Regions from separate parts of the Sus scrofa genome. Here region 1 is linked to region 2. Evidence: chromatin contacts called from public Hi-C data. All regions are on one chromosome and are shown on one strand. Each heading gives the region's core, a stretch centred on a gene start, on an enhancer-like site or on the middle of the called end of the contact. The rest is flanking DNA. Distances are from core to core; before and after follow the strand shown.

What was found. A called contact is a pair of places that touch in the nucleus more often than the background predicts.
Region 1: a Hi-C map of embryonic fibroblasts shows a contact between it and region 2, with 4 times the contacts expected there. The contact joins two enhancer-like sites. A contact is called at or near these places in 4 of 47 Hi-C or Micro-C datasets (embryonic fibroblasts, epiblast stem cells, omental adipose tissue and 1 more) and 1 of 2 datasets of contacts at active chromatin or transcription factors (skeletal muscle).

What each region holds. Positions count from the first base shown.
Region 1 is chr3:52,238,995-52,245,527 of Sscrofa11.1, reverse strand. IL1R1 (interleukin-1 receptor type 1) reads left to right here. Exons shown (of 13, transcript XM_021087128.1): 2 at 5,534-5,683. Among named protein-coding and RNA genes, the nearest start is that of IL1R1, 92 kb to the left of the region's middle. Within about 2 kb of position 1,572, at least 5 of the 83 cell types and tissues checked have an H3K27ac peak or open chromatin away from gene starts, as enhancers often do. A contact at or near this core is called in embryonic fibroblasts and retroperitoneal adipose tissue, where this site is marked.
Region 2 is chr3:51,964,378-51,970,794 of Sscrofa11.1, reverse strand. No RefSeq gene overlaps it. Among named protein-coding and RNA genes, the nearest start is that of IL1RL2, 44 kb to the left of the region's middle. Within about 2 kb of position 2,099, at least 6 of the 83 cell types and tissues checked have an H3K27ac peak or open chromatin away from gene starts, as enhancers often do. A contact at or near this core is called in embryonic fibroblasts and retroperitoneal adipose tissue, where this site is marked.

The DNA of each region.
Region 1 (6,533 bases), core at 323-2,822, 280 kb before region 2:
GTTGTATAAGTTGTTTGTATATTTTAGCGATTAAACCCTTGTCAGTTGCATCATTTGAAACTATTTTCTCTTGGAGACTTTTCTTTCCTCTTCATGATATATCCCTGTCGCCTCTAATACAAAAATCATAACTCCTCCCCCGTCCCCCCAAAAGTCTTCAGGGGAAATCACTACCCTGGAAAGATAGACTCTGAGTTTCCTGGCTGTCTGCAGCTTCTCTGTGAGGATGTGTGGATCTAGTTTAAGAAACAAGGACTCGGAGTTTCCTGATGCTACAGCGGGTTAAGGATCTGGCATTGTCACTGCAGTGGCTTAGGTTGCTGCTGTGGTGTGGGTTTGATCCCTGGCCCAGGAATTTTCACAGGCCGTGCCATGGGTGCAGCCAAAAAAACAAAACAAAAAATAGAAACAGGGACTTGTGTAAATAGAGAATTCTGAGATCTTTCCCACCATCATGTGTCTTTATAAGGAAGTTCCTTTTTGCTTCGTCTTTGAAGCTGGCATTTAGGGTCTTCATATTGACGGTGGAATAGCTGGTTGAATATTTGTAACAGGTGAAGATCATAATGACGAGCTTCATTTTAATACTGTAACCCTTTCCTCGTGCCTTTGCCCTCATTTTCTGTAGAACATATGGGTTGTGGCATCTCATGAGCTGAAGAACCTGCTTTGTGGTCCCTGCTTTTTCCAGGAACTCATCCACTGTCATGTCTTAGTTACAGGAGAATTAGTTGGAGCCTCATTCTCTGAATATTTCTCCCTTGTGTCTGATAGACTTGCAGGCCCTGTGGACTGAGGATTGGGATGAGAAGTTGTGTTACATGATGCCATCTGTGTCTTTGTGAGGCACTCAGTGAGGGGAGTGAGTTTGGGTGAGGTGGAAATGTGGAAAGTACTGTTAGGATTTCCTTCTGCATTCAAGCAGTGGGGGCTGTGCTCCTTCAGGCCCCTGGAAGAGAGAGGGGCCCTTGAATGCCGTCATCTTCCTCCCTTTGGGTTTCTGCAGAAACTTCCTTTAGAACCAGGCAAGAGCGGTCCCGCTCAGGCCCTGTGCTTTGGAGGGTTCTGCCCTGCTTCTCAGCCAGTCCCAGGCTCCTCTGAGAGCCATCAGATGGTCCAGGGACCCGGGAGCCCTGGAATTCCTGCCCAAATAGCCTGGACTGAGATTCTGGGGCCTCTTTCCTGGGTTGTCCACTGTGGACTCCACTGCCCAGGTGCCTCCCTGGTCTGCAGTGTGGCCAGCGCCATATTGGGATGTCTGTTCTCTACTTGCTCAGGGCCCCCACACTATGGCATGGAGCTGGAGGCAGGCAGGGAGGGGAGCCAGGCTTGGAGCTTACTCCAGATGCAAACTGCATGAGCCCCACTGGGCACTGCGCCCAGTGGACCCCAGATGGGACTGTGCAGCCTGGACACTGCCCGCCTAGTGCCAGCCATGTGCCTCTGCTGCCACTATCCCCAGAACTGGACCCACGCAGCACGGGCATCTTCATGGGTCCAGGGTGTCTGCTGTGGGCCACCTCCATCCTGTGCCTGGCCACTGACCTGGCACAATGAGGGGGAATTCCTCAGAAATGAGAAGGAAATTCCTCAAGGTTATAGGAAATTCCTCAAGAATAAGAGGCCCTTCATAGATGCTTTGTAGCTGCAAAGTAGGAACAAATGCCCTCCTCCCCCGCCCTGGGGGCCTGGGCCTTGAGGAAACCCCATGTGTTCTTGTGACAGCCCCTCTCTTCCCCATTTGTCTCTTTTCCTGCATCTGCACTGGCTGTGGAATTTCTTGCAGTGGCAGGAAAGTGCTGTGGGTGAAATCAGTCCTCTGGGAAGTAGGGCTTTGATAGGGGCCAATCCATTCATTGTAAATTCTTATATTGTAATTCTGTTCTTGTTGTTTAGCTCATGTTGCAATATCTCATTCTGGATCTAGTAGGAAACTGCTCTGACTCAAATTTGCATTTTCGCTTTATCTTTCATAAGCCAGTAGCTCCGTGTGTACATTCCATGCACCAAGTAGTCATATTGTGATGGACTGCTTTCCCGATGTTATCACCAAAAAGCAATGGCCCCTGTGTTTGGGGAGCTCCCAGCAGCTCACTTTTTCAGTGAGCGTCATAGAAGCCGTGTACCCTGTTTGCACACCATTGTGCACAGCCAGCTGGTGGAAGCGGGTGACAAGCCTAGACCTCTAGTTGCCCCAGGCCCCCCATGACTGTCCTGGGTCAGGCCTCAGAACCTCAGTGCACTGCTAAGCCTCTGCACGTCTGCTGGAAGTTGCTATGGAGAGGGTGGTAGCAAGTCTGGGAAATTCCTTACATAATGTAGGCATCACTGCACCGAGGTGGGAAGGGGGCCAGTGTGTCCCTGCTTGTTAATTTATTGGGGAGGTAATTGTCTTATTTTATGTGGAAAATTTATCTGAAAAATAACACTGTGGAATAAATCAGTGACTTTTTGTTGTTGATATTTTCCAAAAGGGTATTTTGAGTTTTACTACAAACCAGTTTCAGAACTTATCATGGGCATTCCTGTTGTGGCTCAGTGGGTTAAGAACCTGACTAGTATCCATTGATGTAGATTTGATCCCTGGCCCCACTCAGTGGGTTAAGGATCCAGCATTACCGTGAGCTGCAGCATAGTTGGCAGATACATCTGGGATCTGGCATGGCTGCGGCATAGGCCAGTGGCTGCAGTTCCGATTCAACCCCTAGCCTCGGAACCTCCATATGCCACAGGCATGGCTGTAAAAATTAAAAAAAAAAAAAAAAAAGAAAACAACAACAAAACTCACCATGGACTTTCCTGAGTTGCCTCTGGATAAGGGGGCGATGTTTACCCAGTATTCCTTCTGGCATTAAAGTGCTTTCCCTCAGGGCCACCTGACCCTCCAGGTGTGAGTGCCTTGTCCCATGCTTTAAGTAGCAGTCCACCTTCTCCAGTCTGAGTCTCAACTGTCTCCAGCCTCCAGTGATGGCTACCCTGAATGTCTGCTCTCTGACTCACACATGATACCCACATCCTTCCCTCCTTGGTTCTAAGTGAGTTTTGGTCTCTTTTTGATCCAGTGCAAAGATGGTGGGTGGGTGGATTCCCTCCCTCTCTTCTTCCTTCCCCTCCTGCAGTGTTTTTAGCCCTTAGCAGGTGCAGGATGAACAGAAATATGGGAGGCAGTGGGTCTGCTCTGTGCCTTTCTCCCATGACCAGGAAGGGAAGGCCAGGGACCTGGGAGTCACCCAGGGTGGCTACAGCCCTGTGTGCCAGCACAGACATCTGAGGCACCTAGTGCACAGCGCCTGGGAGAGCCTGTGTGCCTTGGCATTCTTGGCTGTGGAAGGGGAGGTGGATGTGCAGGGGTCCCTGGCAGAGGCTTTCGATCAGAATCCACTCAGAGCTGGTCTGAAGTCACAGGAGCAGCCAGCTGACTAGGAAGGACTGAATTCTGTGACAGTCCTGGGAAGCAGTGTAGAGGTGCCGCAGAGGCAAGAGGGCGCAGGGCTTACAGGTGGGCGAGGAGAGGGAACAGCCAGGGAGGTGACAGAGAAAGGGGTGGGTCCTCATCCCAGGAATCAAGAAGGAGGGGCGGTTTGTCGGCCACGTGCTGCAGAGCCATCCAAGGATGGGGTCTGGGGGAAGGTCCAGTGCTCTGAAAGGTCCAGTGCTTGGGTGTGGTGGTGGGCAATGCATTTCACAGGAGCCCAGAGAGTAGGCAGCAGAGAGCAGGCCCTTCAGCAGGGGATGTGAAATTTCTTTTGAAAAGTTTCTGGTGCAAAGAGGAAGAGGGAAAGTGAAGTGGTTAAGGGGACGTGGGTGATTGATGTCTTTTCAGGTTGCCTGGATTTTCCAAATATATCTGTGCCATGTGCCTGCCCCCTCCATTTAATTTCTCCTCAATACTGTCTGCTGCGGGATTCCCATCAGTTGCAAACACTCTGGATGTCAGGAGGGCCTTGAGTTGGGCCTGGGGATGGGAACATCTGGGAGACTTGTCTTTGATCTCCTCTCCTGTTAGGATTCACACGGATGAGCTCTGACGTCTGGATGCGATGCCCTGTACTTGCTCATAAGGACAAAGTGCATGACAAGAGTGGCACTTAGTCTACACAGAAGGTTTGGCATTTAATTAGGCAGTTTTATCCATTGGGCATCAAGAGACCTTATGCTGAGGCCTTACAGAGCTTCTCAGAGGCTTAAGGAAATGATTCAGACCTGGAAAAAAAATATTAGACTCCAAAATACTAAAAGTAAACTGCAATGTCAGGGAATGAATGGTGAAATGTCTACTGGATGGAATGGCAGGGCGATCCCAGATCAGCTTTTTGGAAGTTTATCTCAAATTACGTAATTTGGAATGCAGATGTTTTAATATGCTTGGTATAAAGGAGAATGAGGATTCAGAGAGGGTGTCTGTTCTCTTAAAGAATTTTTTTTTATTAAAGTTTACTTGATTTACAGTGTTGTGCCAATTTCTGCTGTACAGCAAAGTGACCCAGTCATACAGATATATATATTCCCTTTCTCACATTATATCCCATCAGTGGTTCATCCCAAGAGACTGATATAGCTGCCTGTGTTGTACAGTAGGATCTCATTGCCTACTCATTCTAAATGTAATAGTTTGCAGCTACTAACCCCAAACTCACAGTCCATCCCATTCCCTCCCTCTGTCCCCTTGGCAACCACAAGTCTGTTCTCCATGTCTGAGTCTGTTTCTGTTCTGTAGACAGGTTCATCTGTGCCATATTTTAGATTCCACATATAAGTGACGGCATATGGTGTTTGTATTTGTCTTACTCTTTCTGACTGACTTCACTTAGTATGAGAATCTCTAGCTGCATCTATGTTGCATTATGTCCTCCATTTTTTTTTTTTTTTTTTTTTTTGCTTTTTTAGGGCTGCACCTGAGGCATATGGAAGTTCCCAGGCTAGGGGTCAAATCAGAGCTACAGCTGCTGGCCTACGCCACAGCCACAGCCACAGCAATGCGGAATCCAAGCCGCATCTGCAACCTATACCACAGCTCCTGGCAATGCCATATCCTTAACCCACTGAGTGAGGGACCCGGGATCGAACACAGATCCTCATGGATCCTAGTCAGATTCTTTGACTGCTAAGCCATGAAGGGAACTCTTATTTCCTTCTTTTTTATGGCTAAGTGGTATTCCAAGGGTGTCTGTTCTTAAACAGGGCCTGGACATTTTCTTCCTGGCATCTGGTGCATTTCTCTGAACATTAGTCTCGAGGTGTGTTAAGAGGTGGGCTCTCCGAGGGGGTTGGACTCATTCCTATGTGCAGCAAATTACCAAGTGTGTGCATTTAATTCAAACCTACCAGGGGTTGTCAACCTCTGTTTTCTTCACCCCAGACTGATTTTTCTGAAACTGTTTTCTCAAAGGGCTGTGGAACACATGCTCTTTCAACAAGTGACTCATCTTTGTAAACTTGTTTGTTTTTCTGGAGGCCTTGAGATCTGTGCAGTGGTGGGTGACTTAACCCTCTTCATTCAAACTCACGCTGGTCTGTGCACTTCCTTCCCCAGGTGGATGCATTCCTTCAAGATGGTGACACCCTCCTGAGAAGCAGGGCCACTTCCTGCAGGAAGGGACCTCTGCAGTGACTGGGCTGTTTCACCCCAGGGGCCTGCCGGCCTTTTCCTCATCAACAGCTGAAGTCCTTCAACCTGTTTCAGGTAGTTATGGACCATCTCCCGTTTGCATATAGAATATTCTATTTCTGGGAGTACATTTTTCCTTGGAACAGCTCCATGGTTTTATCTGATTCCTGAAGCGGGGGTCTGTGGCCCCATTGAGAGTCGCCTTTAGCCAGAGCTGTGACTATGTTTTGATGACTTCCCACAGCTGTGACCGTATATATGACAGTGGTTCCCAAAGCAGGTCTGAGTGTCTCAATTCCAGATCATCCCAGGTCCCTTCTCCATTTCACTAAATTTTTTTAGTCAATTTTTTTTTTTTATTAAAGTGTGGTGGATTTACAATGTTGTGCTAATTTCCGCTGTACAGCAAATTGACCCAGTCAAACCTGTCTATCCATTCCCTTTTTTATACTATCTTCCATCATGGTGTGTCCCCATTTCACTTAATTTTCACCTTGCTCTCAAATTCTCGATTTCTGTTCCCTAGTCCCAGGAGACTCAGGACAGTGGTACAGAGAGTGACACTTCCTGGGCCGTGTGGGTGCTGGCACCTGCCCTCCTCACCTGCCCTGGCCCTTGCTGGTCCCACATGAGTGCATCGGGGTGGCAGGTCCCAGACCCACTCAGTCACTCCTTCCTTCCTCACTTGTCTCTGAGCGGGTCTTAGATGTGCCCCCTTCTGTCTCTCTGTCTGGCCGTCTCACACGCACACCGCCACTCATCTGGGCAGCCCCTCCCTGGTGGCCTTTTCTCCTCACCTCCCCCCATCTTCCATTTTTATTAACATGGATGCCACAATTTCCATCAAAAATGAAAATCTGATCATACAACACCCTGTGGCTTAAAATCTTGACATGACTGTTTTGTCTTCTACAAATTGCAGTCC
Region 2 (6,417 bases), core at 850-3,349:
AGCTTGTGACAATGGCAGATCCTTAACCCCCTGAGCAAGGCCAGGGATCGAACTTGCATCCTCATGGAGACTATGTCAGGTTTCCAACCTGCTGAGCTAAAACAGGAACTCCCAGGTTACTGGCCTCACTTGCTTCTTGGTGGTGAAAGGAGTTTTGAAGCCTGGTCATGGGAGGCTGGTGCAAGGAACAACCTTCAGCTGTACTCACTCTGCCATGCAGCATCTCAGGCAAGACAAGTATTTGAAGGAAGTACCTGAAATGGGAAGACCCAATCAACAAAGCCATCCCCTTCCTGGGCTCCGGGAGACAGTGGACCCCTCCCCGCAGCCTCAAACTAGGCCTACCACCTCTCAGGCCATGATCCTTTTTCCCTTGGACACTCAGCAGCTCTGATTCCAAACAACCCGTCAGGGTCCTGAGGTTGCTCACATCCTCTGTCTCTTTCATCCTAACACTCCCAAAATGAGACTTGACAGTTTTCCCTGAGGACTGTGTTTCCCTTTGAGCCTTTCAATTTCTGCAGCAGAGACTCAGAGGCACCTTCTGTCTGGGGAGATGGTGAGAGGAAAGGACTTGAAGCAGCATTTGTATAGGAATCCCTTTAAGACAGGGAGTTCCTGCTATGGCTCATTGGTTAAGGATGCAGTCTTGCTGCAGCTGCAGCTCAGATTCAATCCTTGGCCCAGGAACTTCCATATGCTGTGGGTGTGGGTGGAAAAAAAAAGACAAAAAAAAAAAAAAAAAGGAGCGACACCATGAATTATCCATGTTAGAGGAATGAGCTGGTTCCCAAAGGAGACTTGAGGAAAGGAGTGCTGGAACTCCTCCACCCCGAGGGTCCTCCATGCCATCCACACTACAGTCCTCACAAAGTACATTTCTACTAGGCTGTAAGCATCTTTAATATTTGATCTCAGGAGTTCCTGTCTTGGCTCAGCGGAAACGAATCTGACTAGGATCCATGAGGACACAGGTTCGATCCCTAGCCTCGCTCAGTGGGTTAATGATCAGTGTTGCCATGAGCTGTGGTGTAGATCACAGACATGACTTGGATCTGGCATTGCTGTGGCTCTGGCATAGGCTGGCAGATACAGCTCTGATTCAACCCCTAGCCTGGGAACCTCCATATGCCACAGGTGCAGCCCTAAAAAGACAAAGAAAAAATTGATCTCAGCCACTTAACACATAACTAAGCTACTAAAATCAGGATATGTAAACCTCATGAAATAGGTGCCATTCTGAATACCCAAGGATTCCCATCTCATTCTCAACTTTTTTACTAGGAGATTCAGCACTTTCTTTCTTAATGTCCACTAACTAGTTATCAATGGAATAATAGGGATGCAAGTAATTGAATTAACAAGTAATTGTTAAAATTGTTAAAAAAAAAAAAGACAAGTAATTGAATTAACCTGACTTTGCCACTGCTTGGGTGGGGAGGTGAGGTCTGAGAGTACTCATCTGTCGGCTAACATAGGCTTATGTCCAAACCTGCACAAGAAAGAAGGTTTGGGGGAGAGAGTGGGATGGATGGAGAGTTTGGGGTTAGTAGATACTAACGCTAACATTTAGAACAGATGAGCAATGAGGTCCTATCGTACAGCACAAGGAACTATATCCAGTATCTTGGGAGAGAACATGATGGAAGATAATATAAGAAAGGGAATGTGTGTGTGTGTGTGTGTATGACTGGGTTCCTTTGGTATACAGCAGAAATTGGCACAACATTGTAAATCAATTATACTTTAATTTTAAAAGGAGGGGGTGAAGAAGGTTTAGATGCCAACGGAAATGGACAAACTGTGGCTGAAGGCCTCTACTGATGTGCTCTTGTTCCAGCAGCTGAGCTTAGTGAGATAAATGAGGCCTCGTCTCCTCCTTGGGTGTTGGCCCAGAGCTCCTGGGTTAACCTGAGGGGACAGGGTGGAGCTTGGATGTAGGGGTGAGAGTGAATGGCTCAGAGTGAAGATGAAATGCAGGTGTTGTGCCTCTCAGTCACCTTTTGGTGACTGAGGCAGCCACAAAACCCACATCCCCAGTCTCTCCCCTCAGACATGGGAGTCTGCCCTGAGAAAGGGCAGGGCAAAAGGCTGAGTCATCTCAAGTTAAGGGTCCAGGGAGGGTTGGTCTTTTCCTGAAAGATCAATTGAGCTGAACACACAAGCGTGCAAGTACTTGGCACGCAGCATCTTCCAACAAGGGGCTCTCTGAACCACGTGGGGAGTGGAATCCACCCCCGTCCCTCGGTGCTTCGAGCCCCACCCCCGCCCCAAGCCCCACGTGACTCAGAGGGTTTCCTGCCATGTCCCACGCTGCTGACCTTTCCTTAGCCCTCCATCTGCTTCACGTTTATAAAATTTCCTTCAACACATGCTTCTTTGGTTGATTTATCCAGGGCTGTGTCTGGAAAGTTAAGTAACAAATTCCTCTCTGGTGTCCTTCTTAGAATAGAGACTGTTCTATAGATGACAAATGCATGACATCTGGAATAAGTGACGGGGGTGACCTGGGCTTTGAGAGCTGCAGGACTTGGGACCTGAACTGTTGGAAACCACAGGTCTCAAACAATGTTCTGGGGGCCCCTGATGGATGGAAACTCTGAGCGCACCCATCCCTCTCGCCTCCTAAACCCAGGTAGCTTCTAAGGGATGTAACCCTTTAGCCACTAGTCCTAACAAAACTGAACCATAGTCGTCCTCCCCCTCCCCTTCCCTCCCCCTCTCCCTCCCCCTCCCTCCTGCTCCACCTCCCCCCTCCCCCTCCAGGAAGTGGAAATTAGACCTTGTAGTCCTGGCTCTGCTCCTCCCAAGTCACCTCTCCCCAGAGCCTTTCTACTCCTTCTTGTTCTTCTCCTCCTCCTCCTTCTTAACTGAAATCCTCAAAATCAAGAAAGCCAGTACCATGTCCTCCTTGAATTTTTTTTTTTTTATTTTTATTTTTTTGCTTTTTATGGCTGCACCTGCAGCACATAGAAGGTCCCAAGCTAGGTGTGTAATCAGAGCTACAGCTGCCGCTCACAGTTCTCAGCAATGCCAGATCCTTATCCTGCTGAGTGAGGCCAGGGATCAAACCGAGTCCTTGTGGATCTTAGTCGGGTTCATTAACCTCTGAGCCACAAAGGGAATGCTTGCTCCTTGAATTGTAAAGGAAAATGTGGAATCTATAACCTGTACAAAGCCAATCCATTTAAGTAGGTTTTTCAGTAAAGCGTCTGTTTCGCTTTGCTTTGTCTTGTCTATTTTGTCTTTTCAGGGCTGCACCTGAGGCATATGGAGGTTCCCAGGCTGCGGGTCTAATTGGAGCTATAGCTACAAGCCTACACCACAGCCACAGCCACAGCCACGCCAGATCTAAGCCATGCCTGTGACCTACACCACAGCTCACGGCAATGCTGGACCTTTAACCCACTGAGTGAAGCCAGGGATGGAACCCACAATCTCATGGTTCCTAGTTGGATTCGTTTTCACTGCACCACAATGGGAACTCCCTATTTTTTTAAATTTTAAATATTTTCTCTTTTTTCTTTCTTTAAATTATTGTTGATTTGGCATGTTGTGTCAATTTCTGCTGTATAGCAAAGTGACCCAGTCATACATATTTATCAATATTTTTCTAAATAATCTGTAGGTTTGAGTCTATCATTGACTAAAACTCTGAAAAACACACAATTAGCTTTTTGCTACCTTGGCAGGACAAGCTGCTTGAATATGGCAATGAGCAGTGTTATTTTTCCTGCCCTTTGGACTGTTTCAGGGAGGGTTTACATTTTCAGCTGACTTTCTCAGAGGCTCTTTTATTCCAGACAGTTGCCACTGCCCACCTTTGATGCTCTGATTTGATCACCCTTGACTTATTCCTAGAAGCACACCCAGCATTTATCTGCAACCACCACAAAGATTTTACCAAAGCAGACAGGATAGCAAAGAGACTGGAATCTGCAGGAAGACACCGTCAGAGGATCAGGCTTCAAGGTGGAGCTTTTCTTGTCTTTACAGGAGGGTGCCCAGCCCCCGCCTCCCACCCCCTCACAAGAACAGAATCTTTTCTGATTTCAGACCTGGCATGGGGCCAAGGGGGGGCAAGCATGCACTCACACTGGCTTAAACAGGTGGCACTAAATGTTTTGCTGGACGGATCATGCTCTCTTTGGCTTTGTCTCCTCATCTCTGCCTGCCTCCAATTTCCTGCTGCAGGTGGGGCTGGGGCCATTCTGGAGATGCAGCTGAGCTCAGACACAGAGGAGAGCCAGGTGGAGGAAGAGCTACGGGCATGGCCGTGGGTTTTGGTGGGTGAGAAGTCTCTGCCTGAATAGGCGTGCCCTTGCCCTCTCTGGCCACATGAAAACATGAAACTGTAGCCATTGAAAATATTAGCCATCCATGACATAAATTTCATTCCCAAATTTTAAAAATACATCATAGTTTTAATTTGTTGAGCACTCGTGAACATCACAAAAATTATCTTTGACTCATCTAGAAAATAAAAACCTGGGTCTACTACAAGTAACTGGTATGTCACCATTTAGATATTTTCACCTTAAGTACCTACGCTGGTGGTGGTGTCAACTGAAAAACTGGCAAAACCCAAAGTGTGATTCTAGAAAAATGTGAGGATACTGTGCAAAAGCTTTTATCACCCCTTGCATGGTGGATGTATTATTTCTTAATCTGAGTCACTGGCATCTATTGTTTTATTTGATTTATTCCTGTTGTCCCTGAACTCACCTGGAGAACCCTGGAGGTCCAAGATGTATATGGTGATGCTGTGGTCCCCACAGCCCCTCTGACGTGCATTTCCCTGATTTCCCTCCCTTCTCAGTGGTGTTATCAGAGGATTTATTTGCCTTCCCCCAGCAACCACCTTCACCACTACCACCGCTACTCCAATTCGCATCTTTCTGGAGAACAGAAAGATTTATAAGGACCGAGGCTTGGGCTGGGGTTGAGTGATTTTTTTCAAAACATTAAACATAGTCAGCTCCCAGACCAAGCCCCGTGCAGGACACAGCAGGGCTGCAGAGCCTAGATTCCCAGGATTTGGCTGAAGGAAGACAATTGTTTACCAACAGCTTTCATAGATTTTAAACTGAGAATTATGGAATTAAATATATTTTATATTCAAGTTTTTGTTTTGGCTCCATGGGTTAAGAACCCAACTAGTATCCATGAGGATGCAGGTTCAATCCCTGGCCTTGCTCAGTGGGTTAAGGATCTGGCATTGTCTCAAGCTGCTGCATAAGTCACAGAGGAAGCTTGGATTGCTGTGGCCGTGATGTAGGCCAGCAGCTGTAGTTCCAATTCATCCCCTAGCCCAGGAACTTCCATATGCTGCAGGAGCAGCCCTGAAAAGAAATACATATATATATATTTCTTAAAAATATTTATAAAATAATATATATATAATATTTACACATATTTATTAAAGTATTTATATATAAATATATTTTACATTGCAACTCAGTAAACACAAACAGTGAAAACAAGATTCAGTTCTGTCGTTGGTTCTATTCTCTTCTGTCTAGTCTTGCTCAATTTTTTTCACAGTGTGGGTCCCAGTCCCTTGATTGTTTAAAGACAGACTTACTGTTTCCAAAGCAGACAAACCCAGCTGTCTGAGCTCCAGCTCCCCAGCCAGCCGGGTACCACTCCATCATGATAATCTGCTTTCTTCAATCAACAGGCTTCATCACGAAGATATTTTGGCTCCTCTTGGATGACCTAATTGCTGGGTCAGTTAAGTTTGTTGTTTTAAGTGACCGCAGGCCCACAGAAGTATTCCCAACAGCAAAGTCTTGAGTGAACATAACTTCCTGCCTGTGTAACAGGATGACATCAAGAGGAAAAGAAAGTTGCCCCGTGGGTGAAGAACCTTGTGAAAGAGAAAAGCATTTCCTCTGTAGGGACCCAGGCAGCCTGAGGTTCACGCCCCAACTTGGAAACACCAGAAGCCACGCAGAGCTTCCCCACGGCGCCGCTGCGCCCTCTGCTGGCGGCGGAGGCGATGCTCCCCGTGACCGCCCGCGCGAGCCCCCAGCTCTCCCTCCACCCGGCTCTCCTCTGTGCCTGAGTTCAGCGGCATCTCCAGAAACACCCCCCAGCCCTAGCTGCAGCAGGAAATTGGAAGCAGGTAGAGACAAGGAGACAGCCAAACAGAGCATGTTCCGTCCAGCAAAACGTTTAGCCCGTGTGAATGCATGCCTCTCCCTCAGGGCCCTATTCGGGTGAGGGGGTGGGACGTGGGGGCGGGGCAGCCTCTTGTTAAGACAAAAATCTCCACCTTGAAGCCTCCTGTAAAGAACCCACAGCCTGCGGGGATATCCGCCTTCAGACCAAGACCCCCCCCGCCCCCCCCCGCCCCCAGTCTAGAGGTCAAATTGGCGCTAGAGCTGCCGGCCTATACCACACCACAGCCGCAAG